2 separate regions of the Macaca mulatta genome follow, and region 2 is linked to region 1. Evidence: chromatin contacts called from public Hi-C data. All regions are on one chromosome and are shown on one strand. The core of a region is the stretch at or near the end of the contact, and the rest is flanking DNA. Distances in the headings are between cores, read along the strand shown.

The links. Hi-C and Micro-C count contacts between places; a contact is called where the count stands out from the background.
Region 2: a Hi-C map of fetal cortex germinal zone shows a contact between it and region 1, with 4 times the contacts expected there. The contact joins the promoter of ZNF3 here to the promoter of TRIM4 in region 1. A contact is called at or near these places in 3 of 14 Hi-C or Micro-C datasets (fetal cortex germinal zone, fetal cortical plate and liver).

What each region holds. Positions count from the first base shown.
Region 1 is chr3:47,219,622-47,225,658 of T2T-MMU8v2.0, forward strand. It overlaps TRIM4 (tripartite motif containing 4), which reads right to left and starts at 1,527. Exons shown (of 8, transcript XM_077996240.1): 1 at 1,006-1,527. The coding sequence starts at 1,398. It overlaps GJC3 (gap junction protein gamma 3), which reads right to left. Exons shown (of 3, transcript XM_002803220.4): 3 at 5,955-6,037.
Region 2 is chr3:47,385,201-47,391,538 of T2T-MMU8v2.0, forward strand. ZNF3 (zinc finger protein 3) reads right to left here and starts at 4,264. Exons shown (of 6, transcript XM_077996262.1): 1 at 4,162-4,264; 2 at 2,039-2,159.

The DNA.
Region 1 (6,037 bases), core at 277-2,776:
TAGGACAGATAATCCCCAAATTCAAATGTTACATGATTTTCCCAACTGATGAACGAAGCTAGTAACAAGCCAGGCTCATCATTACAAGCCAGGCTTTTCCCAAATCATCAGTTGTCTATCACATTCACAGATACAGACAGGCACTGTCCAATGCAGTATCCATTTAGCCATACAAGCACTTGAAATGTGGATATTCCAAACTGCTATGTGTTGAAAACGTAAAATACACACCAATTTCAGGCCTATTATGAAAAAGGAGTATAAAATATCTCATTGAGGCCGGGCACAGTGGCTTACACCTATAATCTCAGCACTATGAGAGGCCAAGCCGGGCGGATCACTTGAGGTCAGGAGTTCGAGATCAGCCTGGCCAACATGGTGAAACCCCTCTCTACTAAAAAAACAAAAATTAACCGGGTGTGGTGGTGTGTGCCTCTAATCCCAGCTACTCGGGAGGCTGAGACAGGAGAATTGCTTGAAACCCGGAGGCGGATGCAGCAGTGAGCCAAGATCGCACCACTGTGCTCCAGCCTGGGCAACAAAGTTGAGACTCCGTCTCAAAAAAAAAAAAAAAACTCATTGATAATTTTCATCCCAACTTTGAATATTTGGGGTAATCAGATTAAATAAAATATATTATTAAAATTAATGTCACCTCGTTTCCTTATCTTACTAGAAAGATTTTAAATTACATATGTGGTTTCTATTGGACAGCAGCGGCATACACCCTCTCAGTATGTTTTTCTTTATTAGGAGCTCCCCAAGGGCCAGTTTCTTGAAAATTCTGCACAATGATTGCTGAGGGGCTCGCACCTCCCCTCCTCTCATTCCAGTTTTAACCCCAGCTCTGAAATTTGTGTGTTGCTTAACTTCTCTGAGTTTCAGGGGCTTTTCATGCCATCCAATAGGAATGACGGCCACTTCGTGGCTCTTTCAGGAGAATTAAGTAAACTTTATTGGGCAATACTGGCAGCCCCGTCATCGTCACCGCGACAGCCAGCTCACCCGGTAGCTCTCGAAGGCCTCGTCGATGGGCGCCATGGCGTGGGTCTGGTGCTCCTGGGACTCCCTGCATACCAGGCACACGGGTCGCTGGTCGTCCTCGCAGAAGAGCCGCAGCGGCTCCCAGTGGCGGCTGCAAAGGCCCGGGGGCACGGGGCCCAGGCGCCGGCGCCGCGTCTTCTCCGTCAGCCTGGCCAGGGCCCAGTTGGGTCGCAGCGCAGCGGGCGCTGATGGGTGCCGGCATTCGGGGCAGGGGAACGGGCCTCCGCCCGGCGCCCAACTGCGGTGCAGGCAGCCGCGGCAAAAGTTGTGGCCGCACTCGATGGACACCGGGTCCTGGAAATACTCCAGGCAGATGGGGCAGGTCAACTCCTCCTGGAGGTCCTCAGCTTCCATGCTGCTTCCCTGCCGCGGAGCCGCAGTCCGACGTGAGGCGAGGGAGAGGCCAGCAAGCTGCGAACTGCCGCGGAGAGACCAGACGACTTCCGAAAAACCGCCACCGCCTCACGTAAGAGGGTACTGCGCAGTGTCTCTTCCGGGGTTCAGGACCCAAAAGGAACGCGCACATTGCCCGGCCTGAGCGCGCAAGACCGGAAGCTGCTGGGTATCCGCGCCGGAAGCGCGCGAGGGTTGGCCCAGGCCTAGGCGCGGGGCCGGACGGAACCGTTGAGCGGCTCCTCCAAACAGGTATAGAGACCCTGAAATGCCCGTGGAAGGCTAGAGAGGACTTGGGCAAGACATTAGGGCTGGACGTTGTGACCCCTGGTGGAGCCAACCGGGGAGGTGCCTCTAATCTTGGCCTTTCTTTCCAAGTTTGAGCGTTCAGGTCTGTGTTTGTCTCCTAGTTAGACTGATTTAACTTCTAGAGTCCCAGGAGTTCTGGGCGAGCTGCAGCCTAGGGGCCTGGAATGCCAGGAAGACTTGAAGGATCTGTGTTGGTAGGCCTGGAGTTTGGCTAACGTGGGGATGATTTGGATTCAGAGATTGCCTTTTTGGTATCCAATTTGAAAAGTAGCAACCATTTTGCTATCCCAAAGAACATCCATGGAGGCTTTCAACAAATAATATGCTTGCCTGTTTCAGGGAATTATCTATATCCCTTAAGTGGATTTTTGATCTTGTGTTTCTGAGGTGCTTTGCTTTTTATTCTTCCCACTTTCTTCCTTTTCTTGTGAATGATATTTGTTTAAAAAAAAAATAAAAACTCTGGACTGACAAATTTAGTAGAAGTTATTTGCACAAAGAACAATTCATGAATTGGGCAGCTCTCAGAACCAAAAGAGGTTCAGAGAGCTCTGCCCAGCAGTATGAGCTACTAGCTTTTGTAGGAAGCAAAATAGAGAAATCACCTGATTAGTTAACATCTAGGTGTCTGCCTTATTTCGCAATGATATGATGAGGCATTTGCCTTATTGGGGTATGGTCTGATCAGTTGGTTGTCTGTCATTGGCTGAAGGTTGGCTGTGATTGGCTGAAACCCAGCTATTTGCTATAAAAATATAGTAAGTTGGTCGGGCGTGGTGGCTCACGCCTGTAATCCCAGCACTTTGGGAGGCGGAGGCAGGCGGATCACAAAGTCAGGAGATCGAGACCATCCTGGCTAACACGGTGAAACCCTGTCTCTACTAAAAATGCAAAAAATTAGCCAGGCATGGTGGCAGGTGCCTGTAGTCCCAGCTACTCTGGAGGCTGAAGCAGGAGAATGGTGTGGACCCAGGAGGCAGAGCTTGCAGTGAGCCGAGATTGCGCCACTGCACTCCAGCCTGGGCAACAGAGCAAGACTCTGTCTCAAAAAAAAAAAAAAAAAATACATATATATAGAGAGAGAGAGTAAGTCAGACTTCAGTTCGTTTACATACTAAGTCACGTTGTATTTTGTTATATAAGAACTCAAGTACCAAGACAGCCTCAGGCTAATGGGCTTTTGCTTATTTAACAGATTTTTCATTCTTCTTATGTCCCAATATCAAATACTGCCTTTCCCATAATAATTTTTCTTATTAGAAAAAGGGGTTCTTGAGATATCTGTTTTAGGGTTATTGCTAAAAGTTCTACTGAATATTTCTAAAACAATTTAAATTAGACAACTAATGAATGGATTTTCTTTGTAAATTGGAATACTCTGTGGAGAAGGAATCTGGTTCTTTAATAGGGACCAAGCAGAAAGGAATGCTCTTAACAGTTACTGATATTTACCATGAGTGTTTATGGCATCTGTGTGTCTGTATGTCTACCTAAGTATTGCATGAAAAGTTTCAGCATTCCTGCAAAGTATTTATTCCCCTTACTGTGGTCATTTAAATATTTTCAGGTAAATTCCTTAAAATCCTTATGTCTTAATTCTTGCCATACCAGAGATTACCTTCCTTCTTTAGTGAGTCTCCCTAATTCACAATTTTTCTCCATCACAAAATGTCTATAAGTCTGTGTACCAGCCAAGGTTCAATCAGAGAAGTGGAATCACTATGTTTCTTCATGTTCGCAGGGCAAGCAATTAAGAAGGGAAGATGAACATAAAGTAGGGAAGAGCAAGAATGAATTGTAACCTAAGACACGAGTTGGTCATTCTTTCACTGTCTCCAACTTTAAAGATACGAGTATCCTTGCTAGAGGAGCTGACACTCTTTGCCACAGGACTAGACACACACATGGCTCAGGAATCAAAAAAGCTGAAGATGACTCAGGGGAAGGCTTCTGCCCCATCCCAACAAGGAGAACCAGCTGATTGGTGACAAAGTGCATGAGCTGCAGTAGCACCTAGTGTCCCTGCACCACCGTTTCAACTATAAAACTGGAGGGATGCTTCGGTTCTGCCCTTCAGGACTTACACAACCATGTCTTTTCTGGGCTATTCTAACCAGAAACAAAAGGAAAGGAAATTCTGGGAAACATAGTTTAGCTTAGCAAAGTTGAGATATTACAAAATTACCACTGTCCACTCTGTGTCGAGTTGACATAAATACAGCCCTCCTTAAAACATACTTTCAAAATAAAGCCCACACCCTACACATAAGCTATCTCTGGAGAAATTTGAAGTCTCTTGTGCACTGAGGATAACCACAACAACAAACTGTAAACCTAGCCCAATTTCTGACTAGATTGATACCACCAAACCACCGCTATGCACTCAAGAGCACCAAAGTCCTAGCAGAAGGAAAGACACACTCATCTCCAAGCATAAAAAAAAATTTTTTTTACTTCATACTATGAAGAGGGAATTGAAAAAATAAGCAAAAAAATATATAACATGTCCAACTTTTAACAGAAAGAAGAAAAGACACATACGGGCCGGGCGCGGTGGCTCAAGCCTGTAATCCCAGCACTTTGGGAGGCCGAGACGGGCGGATCACGAGGTCAGGAGATCGAGACCATCCTGGCTAACACGGTGAAACCCCGTCTCTACTAAAAAAATACAAAAAAAAAAAACTAGCCGGGCGAGGTGGCGGGCGCCTGTAGTCCCAGCTACTCGGGAGGCTGAGGCAGGAGAATGGCGTGAACCCGGGAGGCGGAGCTTGCAGTGAGCTGAGATCCGGCCACTGCACTCCAGCCTGGGTGACAGAGCAAGACTCCGTCTCAAAAAAAAAAAAAAAAGAAAAGAAAAGACACATACGGAAAAGCAAGAAAAAAACACAGTTCAAAGAGATAAAACAATCATTAGAACCAGACTCATAAGACATAGACATTAGAACTGTCAGATAATTTTAAATAACTATGATTAATGTGATGAAGGCCCTAAGGGGAAAGTTAAACAAAATGCAAGCTCAGATGGGTGATTTTAGCAAATAGATGGAAATTATAAGGAAAAATAAAATGGAAACTATAAAAATAATATAAGGCCGGGCACGGTGGCTCATGCCTGTAATCCTAGCACTTTGGGAGGCTGAGACAGGCAGATCACTAGGTCAGGAGATCAAGACCATCCTGGTTAACACGGTGAAACCCCGTCTTTACTAAAAATACAAAAAAATTAGCCAGCCGTGTTGATGGGCGCCTGTAGTCCCAGCTACTTGGGAGGCTGAGGCAGGAGAATGGCATGAACCCGAGAGGTGGAGCTTGCAGTGAGCCAAGATTGCACCACTGCACTCCAGCCTGGGCTACAGAGCAAGACTCCATCTCAAAAAAAAAAAAAGAAAGAATTATATAGAGTTGAAGAATTCCTTCCATAGGCCCATTAGGAGACTCAACACAGTTGAGGAAAACATCAAACTTGAAGGTAGGTAAATAGAAATTCCTGAAACACACACACACACAAAAGAGTCACAGAAACAGAACACAGCATCCAAGACTGATGGGAAAATGTCAATATCAAATCAAGAAATAATGGCTGAGAATTTCCAAAATCTGTGAGACACCAAACCAATCCAAGGATCTCAGAGAACACACTGAGCAGGATAAATTCTTTAAAAAGAAACTAAGCTTATTGTATTCAAACTAAGCTTATTGTATTGATACCTGGTAGTTATAACTTACCAAATACACAGCCCAACATCTCCAGATGATCTATTATTTCTGAAAGTTTCCTTTATTACATTTCTTACCTCAGAGAGAGGAACTTTGGTCAACTTTCCTCATCACTATACTAAAAATCCTGCCCAAGGAGGAGCTTATTCACCGTATAGCCTTGGCTTCATGCTATGGTCAATGTTGCAGTATTCTCAGAAAGAAAGGACTGGTTCCATTTTACCTCCATCTTTTGTTTCCTGTCAGAAAACCTACCATACCACCAAGTACGCCTTCTCTACACTGCCTCTGATGTTTAAGTAATTTTAGAATTCTGTTGAGACTATCTCCCTTTTTAGGTATGATGAATCTCATCCTAAATTGCATGCCAAAGACTTTGAGAACTAAACTATGGGCCCAGTTCTCATGTCCCAGACTGGCCTTTCATTACCCACACAATGAATGGGTTAAATTGCTTGGCAGGTGACAGTCCAATGATCACAACCAAGGAGGATTTCCCAGGGGGATTTTATTACTTGCAATAAGTAAGGAGGACACTGGGAATAATTCCCCAAAGCATTGCCTCCCTGAGCAA
Region 2 (6,338 bases), core at 3,014-5,513, 170 kb after region 1:
TCACCCAGGCTGGAGTGCAATGGCGCAATCTTGGCTCACTGCCACCTCTGCCTCCCAGGTTCAACTGATTCTCCTGCCTCAGCCTCCCAAGTAGCTGGGATTACAGGATCACGCCACCACGTCTGGCTAATTTTTGTATTTTTTGTAGAGACAGGATTTCACCATGTTGGCCAAGGTGGTCTCAAACTCCTGACCTCAGGTGATCCACCCACCCCAGCCTCCCCAAGTGCTACGATTACAGGCGTGAGCCACCACGCCCAGCCTGGGACTAGTCTTTTAGATCCTGGTAAATACAATCCTTGAAATGAGACTACCACAAGGACCACAAAAAGGGCCCAGGTTCCTCAACAATATCCCACCGTTGGCTGCCCCCACCACTTTGAGTCATATTTATAACAAAATGCAGGAGTGGGTATATACATTTACTGGCATAAAAAGACTACTCCCAGGCTGGGCATGGTGGCTCATGCCTGTAATCCCAGCACTTTGGGAGGTCGAGGCGGGCAAATCATGAGGTCAGGAGTTCAAGACCAGCCTGGCCAGCATGATGAAACCCTGTCTCTACTAAAAATCCAAAAAATTAGCTGGGCATGGTGGTGTGCACCTATAATCCCAGCTTCTCGGGAAGCTGAGGCAGGAAAATCACTTGAACCCAGGAAGCGGAGGTTGCAGTGAGCCGAGATCACGCCACTGCACTCCAGCCTGGGCAATAGAGCGAGACTCTGTCTCAAAAAAAAAAAAAAAAAGCCAGGCGCGGTGGCTCAAGCCTGTAATCCCAGCACTTTGGGAGGCCGAGATGGGCGGATCACGAGGTCAGGAGATCGAGACCATCCTGGCTAACACGGTGAAACCCCGTCTCTACTAAGAAATACAAAAAATAGCCGGGCGAGGTGGCAGCGCCTGTAGTCCCAGCTACTCGGGAGGCTGAGGCCGGAGAATGGCGTGAACCCGGGAGGCGGAGCTTGCAGTGAGCTGAGATCCGGCCACTGCACTCCAGCCTGGGCTACAGAGCGAGACTCCGTCTCAAAAAAAAAAAAAAAAAAAAAAAAAGGAAAAAATACAAAAATCAGATGGGCATGGTATTACATGCACCTGTAATCCCAGCTACTTGGGAGGCTGAGGCAGGAGAATCGCATGAACCCAGGAGGCAGAGGTGGCAGTGACCCGAGATCACGCCACTGTACTCCAGCCTGGGCAACAGAGTGCAACTTCGTCTCAAAAAAAAAAAAAAAACCCTGGATTTTATCCACTTCTCATTATCTCTTTACTCATTTGCTCACATACCAAATGTTTGCTGAGTGCTAACTCTATTGCAACTCACAACTGCAAGCAGTAAAAAAAAATCAGGAATGCAAAAAGTATGTGCTTCATAATTAGACTGTTACACTCACATAAGGCATCAAAGGAAGAGGGTTAGATAAAAGAATGTTTGAGAGAATAAAAGAAAAAAAAAGAACAAAGGAAGAGGAGTCCTGTTTGAAAGTCAATTACAAGTTTGGACAACTCTGGTCTTTGGGTAGCATGGGATACAGAATGTCCAATACCAGTGCCCTTACACAGTGGAAAGCACTGACTCAGGCACAAGCCAGGCCACTGGCAATCAAGGTGACACACCTTATCGCCCTCCTAGCAGGGTCCCTTCAACAGTGTCTCAGAGCCAACCATCATATCCTCTTATCAACCACCTTTACAATCTCCAGGGCTATTTATGAGCTGACACCCTCAACAAGTCAGCTTTCAGTACAAACTCCTAGAAAGGCAGGTCAAAGGTCTGACTCCAGAGAAAAAGGCAATGCTCCCTCTCACAGCTGGGTTAAGCAAAGCTGGAACTCAAAGGCATATTGTTGAGAACAAGCACCCAGTGTCTGGAGCAGTAAACAGTGTTTCTCACAGAAAGAAAACTCTCCATTGTGCCCCCATGGCTTCAGGTCCAGGCGGGGCCCTTCCCCTGCTCTGTTGCCAGCCTCACTCCCTGGTGCTGCCCCTGGGGGCCGAGATAGATGGTCTGGTAGTGAGAATGAGACACAGAAAGCTTTACCTGCCTGATTATTTCCTTCCTTCTTTGAAGTCAGTCCCTAGAAGGCCAAAGGAACAATTACTGGGAATTTAGCAGCCTCTCTTCAAGTTCCCGGGAATTCTGACTTTTGTCGATGCCAATGCTGTGTGATTAAGGGGAAAAAAAGGAATTTAAAATATTCATGCAAATATCTTTTTTTTTTTTTTTTTTTTTTTCCCATGTGAGACAGGGTCTGACTTTGCTGCTCAGGCTGGGGTGCAGTGAGTTTAAGCTCACTCCAGCCTCAAACTCCTGAGTTCAAGTGATCCTCCCAGCTCAGCCTCCCAAGGAGCTGGGACTGAAGGTGTGCACTGCCACATCTAGCTGAGTTTTTTTAAATTTTTTTTGTAGAAATGCAGCCTCACTATGTTGCTCAGGCTGGTCTCAATCTCCTGGCCTCAAGTGATCCTCTCGCCTCAGCCTCCCAAAGCGCTGGGATTACAGGTGTGAGCCACCGAGTCCACCCTAAACTTCATTTCTAATCAAGATATTTAGAGAAAAGGAAAAAAAGAGAGAATACTTATTATATGCTAATAAATACCAATTAAGACCACCACCACAACTAGTAGTATTTGTGTTGCACCCGTGGAGAGATGAAAGGGAATGGTAGGTTCTCAGGTCCACCTCCACCCAGGGTAAGAAAGTTCTAACGTTCTGTCAGCTAACTTGCTAGATACTGTCCTCCCAACTACTTCAGCAGGGGATCCACACTGTACAGCTGAGCCATTAGAAGTTTTCAGGTGATTCGCTGAAAATCTATCTCCTTGGACCTTCACCTCACAGAGACCTACTGCATCACAGAAATTCAATGACTGGCCACATGCAGTGGCTCACGCCTGTAACCCCAGCACTTTAGGAGGCTGAAGTGGGAGGAGTTCCAGGCTACAGTGACCCATGATGGCACCACTGCACTCCAGCCGGGGGCAACAGAGCAAGACCTTAACACGCACAAAAATTTTAAAAGGGAAAAAAAAAGTGCCGGGAGTGGTGGCTAACGCCTGTAATCCCAACACTTTGGGAAGCTGAGGCGAGTGGGATCTCAAGGTTGGGATCACTTGAGGCCAGGAGTTGGAGACCAACCTGGCCCAAAGGGCGGAACCCCGTCTCTACTAAAAATACAAAAAAATTCGCCGGGTGTGGTGGCGGGCGCCTGTAGTCCCAACCACTCCGGAGGCTGAAGCAGGAGAAGCGCTTGAACTGGGAAGCGGAGATTGCAGTGAGCCGCGATCGCGCCACTGCACTCCAGAGAGAGACTGTCTCAAAAATAAATAAATAAAAAATTTTTTAAAAACAAAAGAGCTTCAACAACAGGATCTTCTTCTTCCACCTGACTGTCCATCAAACACGTATAATCAAATGATGCCCACTCTCCAGAGATGTCTTTTCTGGAGAAAATAATACGCTTAGTTCCTCTAATTAGTCCATCGGTTTCAGGTTCATCACTCTGCTATCCTCTCCTGGAGTTTACACAAGCCCTTCAAAGTGTAAACACCGACATGGATTCAATCCCACTTCCAGAGAGAGGATCAAACCAGGAATCTAATACAACCGAAAACGGAGCCTGAGCCGGGTGTATCACTCGATGCACTGGGCTCCAGCAGGATTACCCCTGGGATCGGAGTCTGCACCCACTCCCAGCCCTCGTGCTAACTGCGTAAGCTTCGCAGAACTTCTCTGATCCTTGGACCCAGCTCTGTAAAAATAAACTTCCTCTCCTGTCACGGGCGCGAATTACTGTGTTAACATCAAATAAAAACGTCTGGGAGAAGTACCAAGTTAGGGTCGCTGTCATTAGCTGCTTTCAAGAGAGAGGCGCCCCTATCACTCTGCTGAAACTTTTGAACGCTCCAGCTGGGGCGCCGTTTAAGTCATAAAACCAGAACCGGAGCCCCATTACTAACCCCTACGCAGGCTCCCGCTAGGCTAGGGGGATCCCTGGGGAAGCGGAGTAGAGGACGGGCTGCAAGGGACGGAGGGGCGCCTCCCCGCACCCTGCTCGGGACCGGCCGGGGAACCCTAAGGGCCGCAGCGGCACAGACACCACCCCCTTCCCCGGCGACCACAGCCTCCGTCTCACCGCGAGACCCGGGGACGCGTGGACTCACCCTAGGGGACAGGGACGACAGATTTGGGGGACCGGACACGGACCAGGCCCTGTTGGACCCTGTCACAGACCCACACACCGGGGACAGAACAAAGAACGGAAGTTCCCCCTCGTTTCGCTTCCGGGTCGGTTGTTCTTGACACTCACCCGTGCCCCCAACGCCCACTTGTTCTGTCTAGGAAAATGGGAGGTCCTCGCCTCTCTGTGGTTTGCTGACTCAGGGCAGCTGGCAGGCGGCGAGGGCAAGGAGCCCAATCGCTGACGCGGCACTCGGGGATCTTTCGCTGCGGGGCTGGCCGGCTGCGCCCTCTGCTGGCCACGCACGTGCGAAAGCGGCCGACCACGGTCCTGGGCCTCAGGACATGTGCTCCGGCGTCGCCTGCCTTGGTGGCCGGCAGCTGGGGCGCGCGGAGATGTCGAGCCCGCGCTTCTCAGGCTTGCTCACGAAGGGCAGCAGTAAATATACAATTCTTGAGGGATTCATCAATATTAAAAAATGGACCCTGATTTAAAACTTGCCTCTGAACAAACCGATTTTTTGTTGGCGTCTTGCAAAAATGCCCCCTTTAAATTACCCACATCTGAAGAAAACATTCCAGCCCATCACAGAGTTGACATGAGGAAAAAACCCATGTACAGATGATGAGAGCAGAGAAGAGGAAGCTACCGGCCGGGCGCGGAGGCTCACGCCTGTAATCCAAGCAGTTTAGGAGGCCGAGGCGGGCGGATCACCTGAGGTCAGGAGTTCGAGACCAGCCTGGCCAACATGGCAAAACCTCGTCTCTACTAAAAATACAAAAAAATTACCCGGGCGTGGTGGCGGGCGCCTGTAATCGCAGCTACTCTGGAGGCTGAGACAGGAGAATCGCTTGAACCCAGGAGGCGGAGGTTGCAGTGAGTCGACATCAAACCACTGCACTCCAGCCTGGGCCACAGAGTGAGACCGTGTCAAAAAAAAAAAAAAAAAAAAAGGAAGCTACAGGTGGAAGCGAGGCGGGATAGGTAGTCAAGGAAGTGACCATGTCCTGGAGATGCGGCAACCGTGGTGACCACACAGTCAACACAGTAAGCTCCAGCATTTGCATTGTAATTGAACTCATTCAAGCAGAGCTCTCTCCAGTAGGGACTGTCGCCTGTAGGGAGCATGCGCATTTTGATTTCACCTGTCCCTTTGCTCATTATCATAGTAAAAAACACGCCCCGGGTGGAGATTTAAGATGCTAATGAAACATGCAATATATCAACAAGCCTGTACAGCCACTGCGCATGTGCACCTAGAGGACCACCCAGAACATGGTTACTAGTAACACCTCTCCCACCCCCTTATGAATAATTGTGTAAGACCCCCCCACAAAGGGGGTCTCTCTAGAGCCAGCCTTTGCTGTTTCATCCTTAGGAGCAGCCTTCCCTGAACGATCTCTCTCTCTCAGGGTGTACTGTCTACTCTGCACTTAACTTTCAAGATATTATTTTTCTTTTGCAATAAATTATGCTGGATTTCCTTTGACATGTTTCTTTTTTTCTTTTTCTTTCTTTCTTTCTTCTTTTTTTTTTTTTTTTTTTTTTTTTGTTGTTGTTGTTGTTGTTGAGACAGAGTCTCGCTCTTGTCACCCAGGCTGGAGTGGAGTGGCGTGATCTTGGCTCACTGCAACCTCCGCCTCCTGGGTTCAAGCGATTCTCATGCCTCAGCCTCCCAAGTAGCTGGGACTAGAGGCGTGTGACACCACATCCAGCTAATTTGTTTGTATTTTTAGTAGAGACAAGGTTTCACCGTGTTTGTCAGGCTTGTCTCGCACTCCTGACCTCAAATGACCTGCCCGCCTCGGCCTCCCAAAGTGCTGGGGTTACAGGTGTGAGCCACCGCGCCCAGCCTCCTGTGTGTTTCTTTCAATGTTTTATTTTCTTTTGAGATGGGGGTCTTACTCTGTCACCCAGGCTGGAGTGCAGTATTGTAATTTTGGCTCACTGCAACCTCCACCTCACAGGGTCAAGCAATCCTCCCACCTCAGCCTCCTGAGTAGCTGGAACCCCAGATGCATGCCACCATGCCCAGCTACTTTTTTGTAGAGACAGGGTTTCACCATGTTGCCCAGATTGGTCTCAAACTCCTGAGCTCAAGGGATCTGCCCACCTCAGCCTCCTAAAGTGTTGGGATTACAGGTGTGAGCCACTGCACCT